Linked DNA regions of Mus musculus: all the other regions are linked to region 2. Evidence: chromatin contacts called from public HiChIP or PLAC-seq data. All regions are on one chromosome and are shown on one strand. The core of a region is the stretch at or near the end of the contact, and the rest is flanking DNA. Distances in the headings are between cores, read along the strand shown.

Region 1 (2,862 bases), core at 222-2,721, 180 kb before region 2:
TCAGGGCTGGGAGGAAGCGTCTTCCACAGAAATATGAGGACCTGTGTTTGGATCCCAGCACCCACCTAAAAGTCAGGCACGGGGTACAGATCTGTAACCTCAGAGCTGAGAGCACAAAGAGAAGTGGGACCTTGGAAGTTGTTTGCCAGCCAGCCTTGAAGAAGAGGAAGGAGGAGGAGGAGGAGGAAGAAGAGGAAGCAGAAGAATAGGAGAACGAAGAGGAAGGAGGGAGGAAAGAAGGAAGGAAGGAAGGAAGGAAGGAAGGGAGGGAGGGAGGGAGGGAGGGAGGGAGGGAGGGAGGGAGGGAGGGAGGGAAGGAGGAAGAAGAAAGAAGGAAGAGAAGGAGAGGAAGATCCTAAAGCCTTCAATGCTTTGAAATGTTAGCAATATTAGAACGGATTTGTGGAGTTTGTAGGTTTATGGATTACCAGGAATCAAATTAAAAACCATTCCCACCAATCTTTAAATGGACAGAGGCAAATCTTCTAGTTTCTTCTATTCCATTACTAAAACAAAGCCTTCTCATGAGCCCTTTCCTTGATCTACTAAGTATCGGACATAATAGGAATCCTCATTCAATTCCAAGTGCTCATGAGCACTCCTTGTCCTCAAGTTTATTTTTTCCACTAATTTATTTATTCACTTTGCATCCCTATTGCAGCTCCCTTCCCTCCCAGTCCACCTCTCACAAGGCCCCTCCCCCCATTCCTGCACCCCCTTCACCTCTGAGAAGAGGGAGGTCCCCCCTGGGTACCAATCCACCCTGGCACCTCAAGTCACTGCAGGACTAGGCACATCCTCTCCTCTCCCATCGAGACCAGACAAGACAGCCCAGTTATCGGACCAGGATCTACAGATGGGCAACAGAGTCAGGGTAAGCCCCTGCTCCCCTTGTCTGGGGACACTCATGAAGACCAAGCTGCACATCTGGCACATATGTGCAGGAGCCTAGGGCCAACCTGGGAATGTTCTTTGGTTGGCGGTCCAGTCTCTGGGATCCCCAAGGGTCCATGTTAGTTGACTCTGTTGGTCTTCCTATGGAGTTCCTATCCCCTTCAGGGCCCTCAGTCCTTCCCCCAACTCTTCCACGAGACTCCCCGAACTCCATCTAATGTTTGGCTGTCTTCAGTTCACATCGATTCCTAGAAATGCTGTAGAATGCAATTCTTTGTCCAAGAAATTGGGCATGAGGGCATTTTCCCTTAAGGTATTGATGAGATTTCAATGATTTCCTATACTTGAAAAAATAATGTTCATAAACTTCACATAAATTATACTGTCCTGTATAAATACATAACTTGATACATAGCATGTATACATCTCATTATATAAAACTTAAAGATAAGGTGTTTTCCAAAGAGTCATAATATCAAAATTCAAATGTATTTTATCAAACTTCAAGTCTGAGCTATGTCACTGGAATATTTCAGACTTCTCCACAAGAGGGCGCTGCTCTCCAAGCTATTGTGTGGCCAAGCCTGCTTAGGTATTTATTTCGAGCATTTCACCTGGTGTCACTCACATTAGCACGTGGACAGGGTGGCTCCTCAGCAGTGACTTTGAGAGTCATAAGTGAACGTAAAATGGCAATAGTTCTAGAGACATCTTAAGAACCACAGCTTCTCATTCTGTGTTCAGTGGGGCAAGGGAGGCTCGGCCCGAGGCTCGCCTATGACGTCACCCAGGCTTTCCAGCGTGAAGGATGTATGACACCCACCGCTCCCCTGTCTATTCCCAGTGTCTGTTACCCCTCTAGCCCTTGTCTTAGTCCCATAAGATGCTATAACTTATCACCGTAGACTCGGTGACTTCCCCCACCCCCTTCCCTTCTCTCTCTTTCTTCAGCTCCGCTCTTTCCGGGCCATAGATTTTTTTTTCTCTCTCTCTCTCATTACAGATGGTTGTGAGCCACCATGTGGTTGCTGGGAATTGAACTCATGAAGAGCAGTCAGTGCTCTTAACCGCTGAGCCATCTCACCAGCCCGACTGGGTGTCTTATAAACAAAAGTCATGCGTCTCATAGTTCTGGAGGCTGGCTAAAAAGCCAAGCTCAAGGTGTTTACCAACTCTGTGTCATAAAGGCACATAAACGGTTCCTTGCTCATAAACGATGCTCTGTCTGAACTCTCATGACTCATCACTAGCCAAAGGCCCCACTCCCTAATACTCTGGGGCCGAGGGTTTTACTCGGATTAATTTGTGGAAGATACAAACATGCAACCTGTAGCACTCTGGCTTCTTCCTAAGAAATGCTGTGCCATGGGGCACTGATCTTATACACATGCATCCCATTAGCTCAGGGGACGCAGAAAGTCTCCTCAGGCCTGGTGGGTAAAAAGCACCATAGAATAGGGGGAGAACTCTAAATAGTTAATTTTTCCCTGGCTCAACAGGGAAAAATGCCTGCTTCATCTTCATGGAGCCTCACTGCTACCTAGCATTGCAGCTGGGCTTCATCTAACAGAGAAGAAAAGCCACAACTTGAAAAAGCATCTGTCTGTAGATCATGAAGCTGACTTGAAGGGCCAGTCTGAGGGCAAAGCCTTCACACTTCTTTCCCATCCCATGCTCAAGGGGATCTCTGTAGCCTTACTGAGAGAGCTGAGGTGCACATGGCCCAGTCTCAGCCCAAAGTCCCTTGTTATTGTTTGGCTTTTGTTGGGCTTTGTTTTGCTTTTTTGTGTATTGCTGGGTGTCTGGGTCCCTGTTCTATTGCTGTAAAGAGACAACATGTCCTTGGCAACTCTTATGAAAGAAAGCATTTAGTTGAGGGCTTGCTTACAGTTTCAGAGGATTCGTCCGTTATATTTATCATGGCAGGCATGGTGCTAGAGAAGTAGCTACATCCTGGTCTGCAGGCAG
Region 2 (2,700 bases), core at 109-2,608:
GATTTTATACACTTGACAGAATTGATGTTACATATGTTCATGTTAGAAAGGAAACAGCAGAGCTTAAGTTTAGTGTTTGTAAGGGTCTGTTTAGAGCAGCAGAGATAGCCAGGTCATATGCCTGGGTGCTCGCATTATTCTGGTACTTGTGTTGAAAACAGATTAATAATTAATATTCCAATTCAGTGTTTGAAAAAAAATACTTTTGTAAATAATCTTGCACAATTAGGTAATTCTTTTCTTTCAGTGGCTTATATTTCACATGCTCAGTGCCTTCAAAATTCAAAGGACACATTTAACATTTTTTGTAGTGATTGGAAGTTGAGCAGATACTATGGAAAATCCCTTGGTTTTTGAGACAGTCTCACCCTGTAGCTCTGGCTGGCCAGGCACTCTCATAAGCCAGATGGCCAGATCTAAATACATAGATATCTACCTGCCTCTGCCTTCTCTTGCATGGGACCTTGTATGGCCATGCCAGGAGGAAATCCCTTCTTTAGGGAAAGTGTCCAACACAGCCCCTAGTGCCTGGTGTTTCTACACGTCTGCTGTCATCTGACCTGAAACATCTGTCCACATGAGGTCTGAGTGGTCCCGTGCTGGAGCCTCTGTCCTATAGCCTGGGAGAGCACCAGGTGGGAAACTGAAAAAGGAAGAAGAAAAGTAAAAGCAGGTGTGTGTCCTGGAAGGGGCTCTAACGGGCTGCCTGACTAATGGCTTTGCACTCCAGGGGGGCTGAGCAAAGGCCACTCACTCCCATCTCCTGCTGGGAATCGAGAGCCAGCTTCTCTCCCGGCTGCTGCTTTAGGAGGATCTCTTCCTATTAGTTGCTGAGAGCTTGTCTGCTTGAAGGGGCTGCGGAGCATACTCATGCAACCCTGAGACTTGTCTGAAATACCCATCGGCCGGCCCACAATTACAGAAACAAACAAGTTTCTAAATTCCACTGTAACAACTTGGCTCAGTTTCTAATCTGCCTTTGTCAACATGGTCTGACTTTTCTATCTCATTTTATTTAGTATTATAAATCACTGTGTCTGCATGGGTGAGTGGCCGTGTGTGTGTGTGTGTGTGTGTGTGTGTGTGTGTATGTGTATGTGATGTGACCGTTTGTATAAATACGTAATGTACATGAGCTAAGGTCCTCGTACTTTTGCAGCAGCAGTCTACCTAAAATTAAGCCATCCTTTTTAGCCCCCTTTTGTCTATTTGACAGCCACACTGCTAAATGATTTTCCAAGTTCATGGAATAATTCTTTTCCCACTTAAGAAAAGAAAAAAGCCATTCTCCCTCACAGTGCCGCACCTCAGGCAAGGGTTCATTCGGCCTTACTGCTTTAGGTTTGCCAAACAAAAGCCGTGGAGTCGGATATGAGACGTGAGGACCACACAGGAAGGGCTCAGATCAAAGGGGAGGTCATTCCTAGGTGATGGTTTTCAGCCGGAGAATGAAGACTGGAAAGGAGAAGAAAATGAATGACGTTCCGGTTTGCTGACCTGATGATTGCTGAGGTCAGGTTGTTAGTCCTGTGTGCTGGCCTTGTGCTGAGACTGCCCCCTGCCTCCATATGTGGAGTGGTTAGAAAGATCCGTGCTGCTGGGTGTTGGAAAGGTGACAGGTGTTGCTGTCTGGCACTGATATTTGCTCCTGATTATTAAGCTGATCATGGGATGTACTGTCCAAACAGAGATGCTTCTGAGAATGAAACGGGGTGTTGCTGCTAATTATTCTGGAAAAGTAGGCTTAAACTGGAATTGTTCTGTCAAGTCGAGATGGATGGCTGCCTTACTGACTGCAGAGGTGGAGAGAGTCACACTCAGATATTGATGACTCAGGGGTAGTTTTCTGTGACTTATCATCTGCCTTGATTCAGTCCCGGACACATAATGGTGTGGACAGTTGACGAAGAGTGGGTCTGAGACATGATGCTGAGTCAGAGGCTCTGCCAGGAGTGTGCTGTCTGAAAGGACCTCCAGCACATTCCACGCTCCCTTTGCCCAGCTCCCGGAGTGGCTGGACTGCTTGTTTTGTGTGCAGTGAGCTAAGTGTGACTTGAGTCCTGAATCAGGATTTGTCAGCACTCGAGGCCTGGCCGGCTTCCTAAGCTTCTTCCTAAGAGCTGAGCCAAGGGGGTCTTTGTGCCCCCGCCTCCCACACGGGACTGCAGAGGGAGCAGGCTAAAACAGGCCTTTCACTGCCGAAGAAGGGGGCTAGAGGGTTATTGGCCACTGTCCCTGCCTGCTCCTGGGCAGCCTGTCAGCTCCCCTGCCTGGGGTTTCCTCAGCAGGCTTGGTGCCCCTGAATGAGAGAAAGTCCTGACAGTTGTTAGATTCCCCCAAGTAAAACCCTGACAACTTCTTTACAGGGTGTTAGAGAACTCATTCCATACTTCTTCTTAATTAATTACAAAAATTAAACCCATTTAACAATAAAAACTATTCTTTGGTCCTGAGAATCCTTGTGTTAGTTTAAGCATTCATATAAGCACATCAAAGTAATGTATGCTAAGACATGCTTTTGTACCAATCTGGCATGTACACACACACACAACACACACACCATGCCCGTTTAAGTTCACCTGAGTGGCAAAGGCATGTGCTGGCACATGTGCAGCCAGCTGGATGGATGTAGATCTGTTCTGTGGATGGAGAAAGGTCTGTGAGTTACACCCCCCAGGTTTCTGGCACATTCTTGCAGTA
Region 3 (2,826 bases), core at 29-2,528, 160 kb before region 2:
TACTAACTCTGGGCAGATGTATCACATGGAGTTTAACAAATACCACACCAGTATCCCATCTCCTGAAGACGGTCTCACTGTAAGTCAGTCATAAACAGCAATCAGGCTCCATAACTGCTTGTTATTTGTTTAAAAGAAAAATGAAGTAAAATGCCATTCATTTCAGAGCAAGCATCTGAGGAGCACTAGAGTTATGATAGAAACTTGGGACAAGGGCTTATAAGAATGTGGGCAGGCTGCAGGCGTGAGTCAACGGGGAAAGGGCTGGCTGCACAAGCTAGGGATGTGAATTCAGACCTCAGTACCCATGGAAAGCTGAAGTGCAGAGGCTCACACCCATAAACCCAAACCCAGCAGCAGCAGGAAGAGGCAGCAAGAGCCTGGAGGCTCTCAGACCCGCTGGCCGACCTGAACCACCGCTCCTTGAGAAACCCAGTCACAAAATATAAGTTAGAGACTGATAGAAGAAAGACCTCCCTCCATGGCAGCCAATGCATGTGCATGCAAAGTAAATCTGCACACACACACATACACACACACACACAGCCAGTACACATACACACAAAGTAAACTTCCATAGAGAAAGAGGTGGGGGAGGGCAGGCTCTGGCCAATATACAAACATGCAAAGTAAATCTGCACACACACACTTGTGTGCATGCACACGCATGTATGTGCACACACACATACACACACACACACACAGCCAGTACACATACACACAAAGTAAACTTCCATAGAGAAAGAGGTGGGGGAGGGCAGGCTCTGGCCAATATACAAACATGCAAAGTAAATCTATGCGTGTGCACACACAGGGGGCTGGGAGGGAGAGAAGAAGAGACAGGGAGAGAGAGAAAGAGACAGAAAGACAGACTATGGCCAATACTCACATGCAAATTAAAACTACAGAAACACCACAAAGAGACAGTCTCTGGCTGTGCAAACATGCGCATGCAAAGTAATCCTACTTGCTGTACACACACACACACACACAGAGAGAGAGAGAGAGAGAGAGAGAGAGAGAGAGAGAGAGAGAGAGAAGGCAATCTATATGAAGGAAAAGAGGAAAGAGGCAAAGAAATGGAGGAAGGAGAGAGAAAGGGAAAGAGGAAAAATAAAATGACAAAAGCAAAATGGGAAGGAAAGGACAGAGTGAAGGAGGGAGAAGAGAGGGAGAGAGGGAGAGAAGGAAGGGGACAGAGGGTAGAGGAGAGAGGGCAGGGAAAGGAAGGGACTGAAAGGAGGGGAAGGGACAGAAAGAAGTGGGAGGAGTAGGAGGGAGCGAGGGAGGGCGGGGAAAATGGAGGGAGGGAGAGGAAAAAAAGAGAAAGGGAGACGACAGGAATGGGGAGATTACTAAGACACTGAAGGAGAGAAGGACTCTTCCGCAGAATGAGCCGTTGTACTTTAAACACAGTCGGCACTTCACAAGTGTTTGCTGAATTGAACCGAACTGCTCAAGTGTAGTTAATACTTCCAGCCTCACTTTCTAAGTATTTTCTCTAGAGAGAAGTGAAAGCAAAAGAAAAACACCCAGCCAGCCAGCTCCTCGGCCTTCCGAGCACAGGTGGGGCGGGGCTGGGGGGACGGGCTTGCCCTGGATGGAGCAGACAAAGGGAGCCACCCAGCTCTCCAGGCTGGTTCCCTGGAGATGAAGCAATCCGGGAGATAAAAATATCCTTGGCAGATGATTTACGCTCGAGTTCAGCCGCTGGCTTTCATTCCTAAATAAAGTAACCTAGAGCCGTTCCACTCTTTTTTTTTTTTTTAACCTGTTTGTTGAAGGCCACAAGACAAAGCCAAATGCAAACAGCATAGAGGTATAAATACACTCCCCGGTGGCCCCGAGCCAGGAAAGAGCTAAGCATGACAAAATGGGAAAATGTAACAGGTGAGCTTCCGCCTGGAGTCTTAAAGCAGCCAAGAAAGATGCGGTTCTTAGAAATAGCTATGTTTGCAGGATCTTCTCTCTGATTCTGAGACCAGCTTCATGAGTCCCATTACCCAGACATGAGGGAGACGGGAGTTCTGCCCTCCCTAGGGAAGGTTAAGTTCTATGAGGTCAGTTTTCAGCAACATGACACCGTATGCATTATATTTTTACTTCAGTGTCTATAACCACAGAAACACACCTTTTGCAGTATTGATGATAATTCTCCAGAGCTGCCAAAAATCTTGTCCCTGTCAACCTTGGCTTAGGGTCAATGCTAACACGGAGTAGCACTGAGGGAATGATGTTGTGTGGTGTTACCACAAAACAACTGAGTCCTGCTTCTGTTTCTCTCTCCGTTCTTCTCGCTGACCTGCAAACCTTTCCCACCAATGACTTACATAAACTAGAAGCTGCTTGCTTGGCTGGGGAGACAAAGAATTATAGAAAGTATTTACAAAGATATGATCCATCATGTAATTACCACAGGATACTCCCATAGGATGTAAATTTCTAGAAGGGATATTATGTTTCTTATTTGTTTTTGTTTTTTAAGACAAAGATTCCTGATGTAGCCCGAGCTGGCTGAAAACTTAAACCCCTTTTGCCTCCTTTCCTTTGTTTGTTTGTTTGTTTTTTGGGTTTTTTTGAGACAGGGTTTCTCTGTGTAGCCCTGGCTGTCCTGGAACTCACTTTGTAGACCAGGCTGGCCTCGAACTCAGAAATCCACCTGCCTCTGCTTCCCAAGTGCTGGGATTAAAGGCGTGCGCCACCACCGCCCGGCTTGCCTCCTTCCTAAACACCGAGATCACAGATATGTTTTCTTCAGTGTAGAAATATTATTGGTATATTCAATCAACCTAAAAACATTATCCTATGTACCTTTTCTAGATACAA
Region 4 (2,787 bases), core at 279-2,778, 150 kb after region 2:
TAACTTTATCCTCAGGAAACTTATCCTTAAATTCTTTTGAGAATTGTTTTAAGTAGTAAGAACTTTGGAAAATTGTTATATTTGTGAGCGAAGTATAAAAACTTGTGAAAGTGTTTGTTTAGTTTCAGTGTCCAGCAGATGTCGCTGTAAACCTCAATATTAAATGTATCCAGTGATTCCCCAGCAACATCCTGCTTGCATTAGCCGCTTTACATGGAGTAAATTAAATGTTTCCTGAAGGCTGAGCCACTTGCTCATTTCTAAAAGCTGCTACCCTGTCACTAAGTCCCAGAGGGTCAGCTCAGCTGTGCACCCTTTCACGCCCTGGCCCGCTGGATATGTGTATAGAAACATCTCTGCTGGCCTGGGTCTCCCTGAACTGGGCTGCTAGTGCAGGTGGCCCCCTGTGGCGCCTTTTTCACAAGCCACACTGGGTAGTGCATTGGGCAAGAGACGCTGACCGATGGTGTGAGTTGAATACCGGTCGCCTACGACTGTTCACAGGTGTGGAGCTGCTTTGTGACAGAGATGTGGACATGGCCACTCGGGTTCAGGACCTCCTGGAGTTTCTTCATGAGAAGCAGCAGGAGTTGGATTTGGCAGCTGAGCAGCATCGGAAACACTTGGAGCAGTGTGTGCAGTTGCGCCACCTGCAGGCGGAAGTGAAGCAGGTGCGTGACACTGAGGAATGATGGGAATTCTTGACCGGTTGGCCTCGGGGAGAATTTACCATGTCCCGCTGTGTAAGGTTGTTCTTGCCCTTGGACAGCATCTCATGGTAGAAATGAAGCCCACCCCTCCGTGGATGGCCAGCTGGAGTGGAAGAGCTGCCCGCTCAGCAGCCATAGCTCTTGAGTGTGTTGTCCCTGCCTATCCTTTCCTACTTGGTGGTCCCTTGCTTAAAGCATATTACTTCCTAGGCTAAGGAAATGCATGATTTTCCCCCTAAATGTTTATTAATCTGGACATATCTGCAGACTGCAAGTCTAGGCTTTTCTTGAGTTAGCTGCATACTATATAGAATGTCACATTTAGGGCGAAGCTGAGACAAATGGATTCAATACCACTAGAGTCAAGTATAGATATCACACTGTGTCCCGTGGTGGGGATAAAGGAGCGCTCCCTGATGGAGGGTCTAGATGGAGGAGTGAGGCTGTTAGATTCTGTCCATTGCACAGAAAGCCAGCCCTGGCCTTGTTGAAGGAAGTGCCAGGAGCCTCAGCCACGGCCTGCTGTGGTGCAGACACAGGCTGTGTTCACAGAAGAGCACATGCTCCTGGCACCACAGGTGATGGGGATGGGGGCTGCTATTCTCTTGTGTAGCATTAGTGTCACTAGTATTGTACATTTAAAGGAGACACAGTGTTGTAACCTGTGAGCATTTCTTCTTCCCTCAAGAAAAACCACTTATTTAAGGACTGATGTAGTTATACACCTTACAGGCTGTCTTTGCTTAGACTGTGAAGATGGCTTTCAGAAGCCATTCTACCCCTGTAATGAGTCAGCCGTGGTGTTTACTCACCCCATGGCCCTATGACACACCAGGCTGAGATTGTGGCTGGTGTCCCACAACCTCCCGCTGGAGCCAGCCACAGCCTGTGATTACCATTGCTGAGATGAAACACCATGACTGAAAGCAGCTTGAGGAGGAAAGGGCTTGTTTCACTCAGAGTTCCATACAACAGCTCGTCATGAAAAGCAGTGAGGGCAGGAACTCGGCAGTACAGGAACATAGAAGCAGGAGCCTGTGAGAGGCCGTGGAGGGGTGCTGCTCACTGGCTTGCTCCCCAGGGCTACCTTCCCAGCGGTGGTCCCACCCACAGCGGGCTGGGCCTTCCCCATCATCATTGATTAAGACTGTCCTACAGGCTTGCCTACACCCCTGTAGTGTGTACACTTGAGTCCCTTGGTTTGGCCTCTGAGCATTGTGGAGGAATCTATTTCACACCTGGGCTATAGTGTCATTTAACACTGATCGTCCTTGGAAAGTCAGTGAAACAAAGGAGTTGCTCTGACTAAGTAAGTGGCCAGTTTACTATGGGTTAGGTGAGAGTCTGGACAGGAAGTAGCAGGACTTCCCTCAAGTGTCAGGGAACTCATTCAGTGAACAAGTTTGCTTTATAACATGGAACAGTCTTGGTCTGTGTTCTCATAGCCCGTTCCCTCCACCATCTTAAAAAAAAAAAAAAAAACAACCCAGACCTTCTGTGCCCTTGTGGCAGTGTCTGTGGTGAGAGCCCTGTGGGGATTGTAGGCTCTGTTGGTAAGATTGTAAGGAAGTCAGGGCTGTCTCCTTACCAGGACCTCTAGGCCAGCTCTCCTCAACCTTCCTGATCTCTTTAATAGAGTTCCCCATGTTGTGGTGATTCCCCAACCGTAAAATTATTTCTATTGCTAGTTTTGTTACTATTATGAATCATAATGTAAATATCTGTTTTTCCCCTCGGTGGTTAAGTTTACCCCATGTGAAAGGGTCATTTGACCCCAAAGGGGTGGCAACCCACAGGTTGAGAACCACTGTGGACCGCTTTGTAGACCCACCCCCATCCCAGGAACCTTGCAGGGCGCTAGAAGGACCACTGCTTAGAGCTGCCTTCTGCCCCGTTTTCAGGTGCTGGGCTGGATCCGAAATGGAGAGTCCATGCTAAATGCTGGGCTCATCACGGCCAGCTCGCTGCAGGAAGCCGAGCAGCTGCAGCGAGAACACGAGCAGTTCCAGCATGCGATTGAGGTAAGGTGGTGTCTGCGGGTGGAGTTTATGGCCTGGAGACCAGCCTGATAACCCTT

Evidence for each region. HiChIP or PLAC-seq counts read pairs in DNA pulled down with a chosen protein or histone mark.
Region 1: a contact with region 2 is called in an HNF4G HiChIP or PLAC-seq map of pancreatic cancer cells. The contact joins two enhancer-like sites. A contact is called at or near these places in 1 of 15 datasets of contacts at CTCF or cohesin (the NIH/3T3 cell line), 4 of 484 Hi-C or Micro-C datasets (embryonic stem cells, liver and pancreatic cancer cells), 6 of 115 datasets of contacts at active chromatin or transcription factors (astrocytes, embryonic hindbrain, epiblast stem cells and 3 more) and 2 of 9 other capture datasets (embryonic stem cells and pancreatic islet).
Region 3: a contact with region 2 is called in a FOXA1 HiChIP or PLAC-seq map of pancreatic cancer cells. The contact joins two enhancer-like sites. A contact is called at or near these places in 3 of 484 Hi-C or Micro-C datasets (embryonic stem cells, erythroblasts and uterus), 4 of 115 datasets of contacts at active chromatin or transcription factors (embryonic limb bud, embryonic stem cells, epiblast stem cells and 1 more) and 2 of 9 other capture datasets (embryonic stem cells and liver).
Region 4: a FOXA1 HiChIP or PLAC-seq map of pancreatic cancer cells shows a contact between it and region 2. The contact joins two enhancer-like sites. A contact is called at or near these places in 2 of 115 datasets of contacts at active chromatin or transcription factors (bone marrow-derived macrophages and pancreatic cancer cells) and 1 of 9 other capture datasets (adipose tissue).

The regions. Positions count from the first base shown.
Region 1 is chr15:28,180,775-28,183,636 of GRCm38.p6, reverse strand. It overlaps a transcript of Dnah5 not described here. Among named protein-coding and RNA genes, the nearest start is that of Dnah5, 22 kb to the left of the region's middle. Within about 2 kb of position 1,471, at least 60 of the 459 cell types and tissues checked have an H3K27ac peak or open chromatin away from gene starts, as enhancers often do. A contact at or near this core is called in pancreatic cancer cells, where this site is marked.
Region 2 is chr15:27,996,944-27,999,643 of GRCm38.p6, reverse strand. All of the region lies in intron 1 of Trio (triple functional domain (PTPRF interacting)), which reads left to right. Among named protein-coding and RNA genes, the nearest start is that of Gm29975, 3.2 kb to the right of the region's middle. Within about 2 kb of position 1,358, at least 40 of the 459 cell types and tissues checked have an H3K27ac peak or open chromatin away from gene starts, as enhancers often do. A contact at or near this core is called in embryonic limb bud, epiblast stem cells, pancreatic cancer cells and 1 more, where this site is marked.
Region 3 is chr15:28,157,848-28,160,673 of GRCm38.p6, reverse strand. It overlaps a transcript of Dnah5 not described here. Among named protein-coding and RNA genes, the nearest start is that of Dnah5, 45 kb to the left of the region's middle. Within about 2 kb of position 1,278, at least 278 of the 459 cell types and tissues checked have an H3K27ac peak or open chromatin away from gene starts, as enhancers often do. A contact at or near this core is called in embryonic limb bud, epiblast stem cells, pancreatic cancer cells and 1 more, where this site is marked.
Region 4 is chr15:27,848,877-27,851,663 of GRCm38.p6, reverse strand. Trio (triple functional domain (PTPRF interacting)) reads left to right here. Exons shown (of 57, transcript NM_001081302.1): 15 at 505-671; 16 at 2,612-2,731. Among named protein-coding and RNA genes, the nearest start is that of Gm29975, 140 kb to the left of the region's middle. Within about 2 kb of position 1,528, at least 58 of the 459 cell types and tissues checked have an H3K27ac peak or open chromatin away from gene starts, as enhancers often do. A contact at or near this core is called in pancreatic cancer cells, where this site is marked.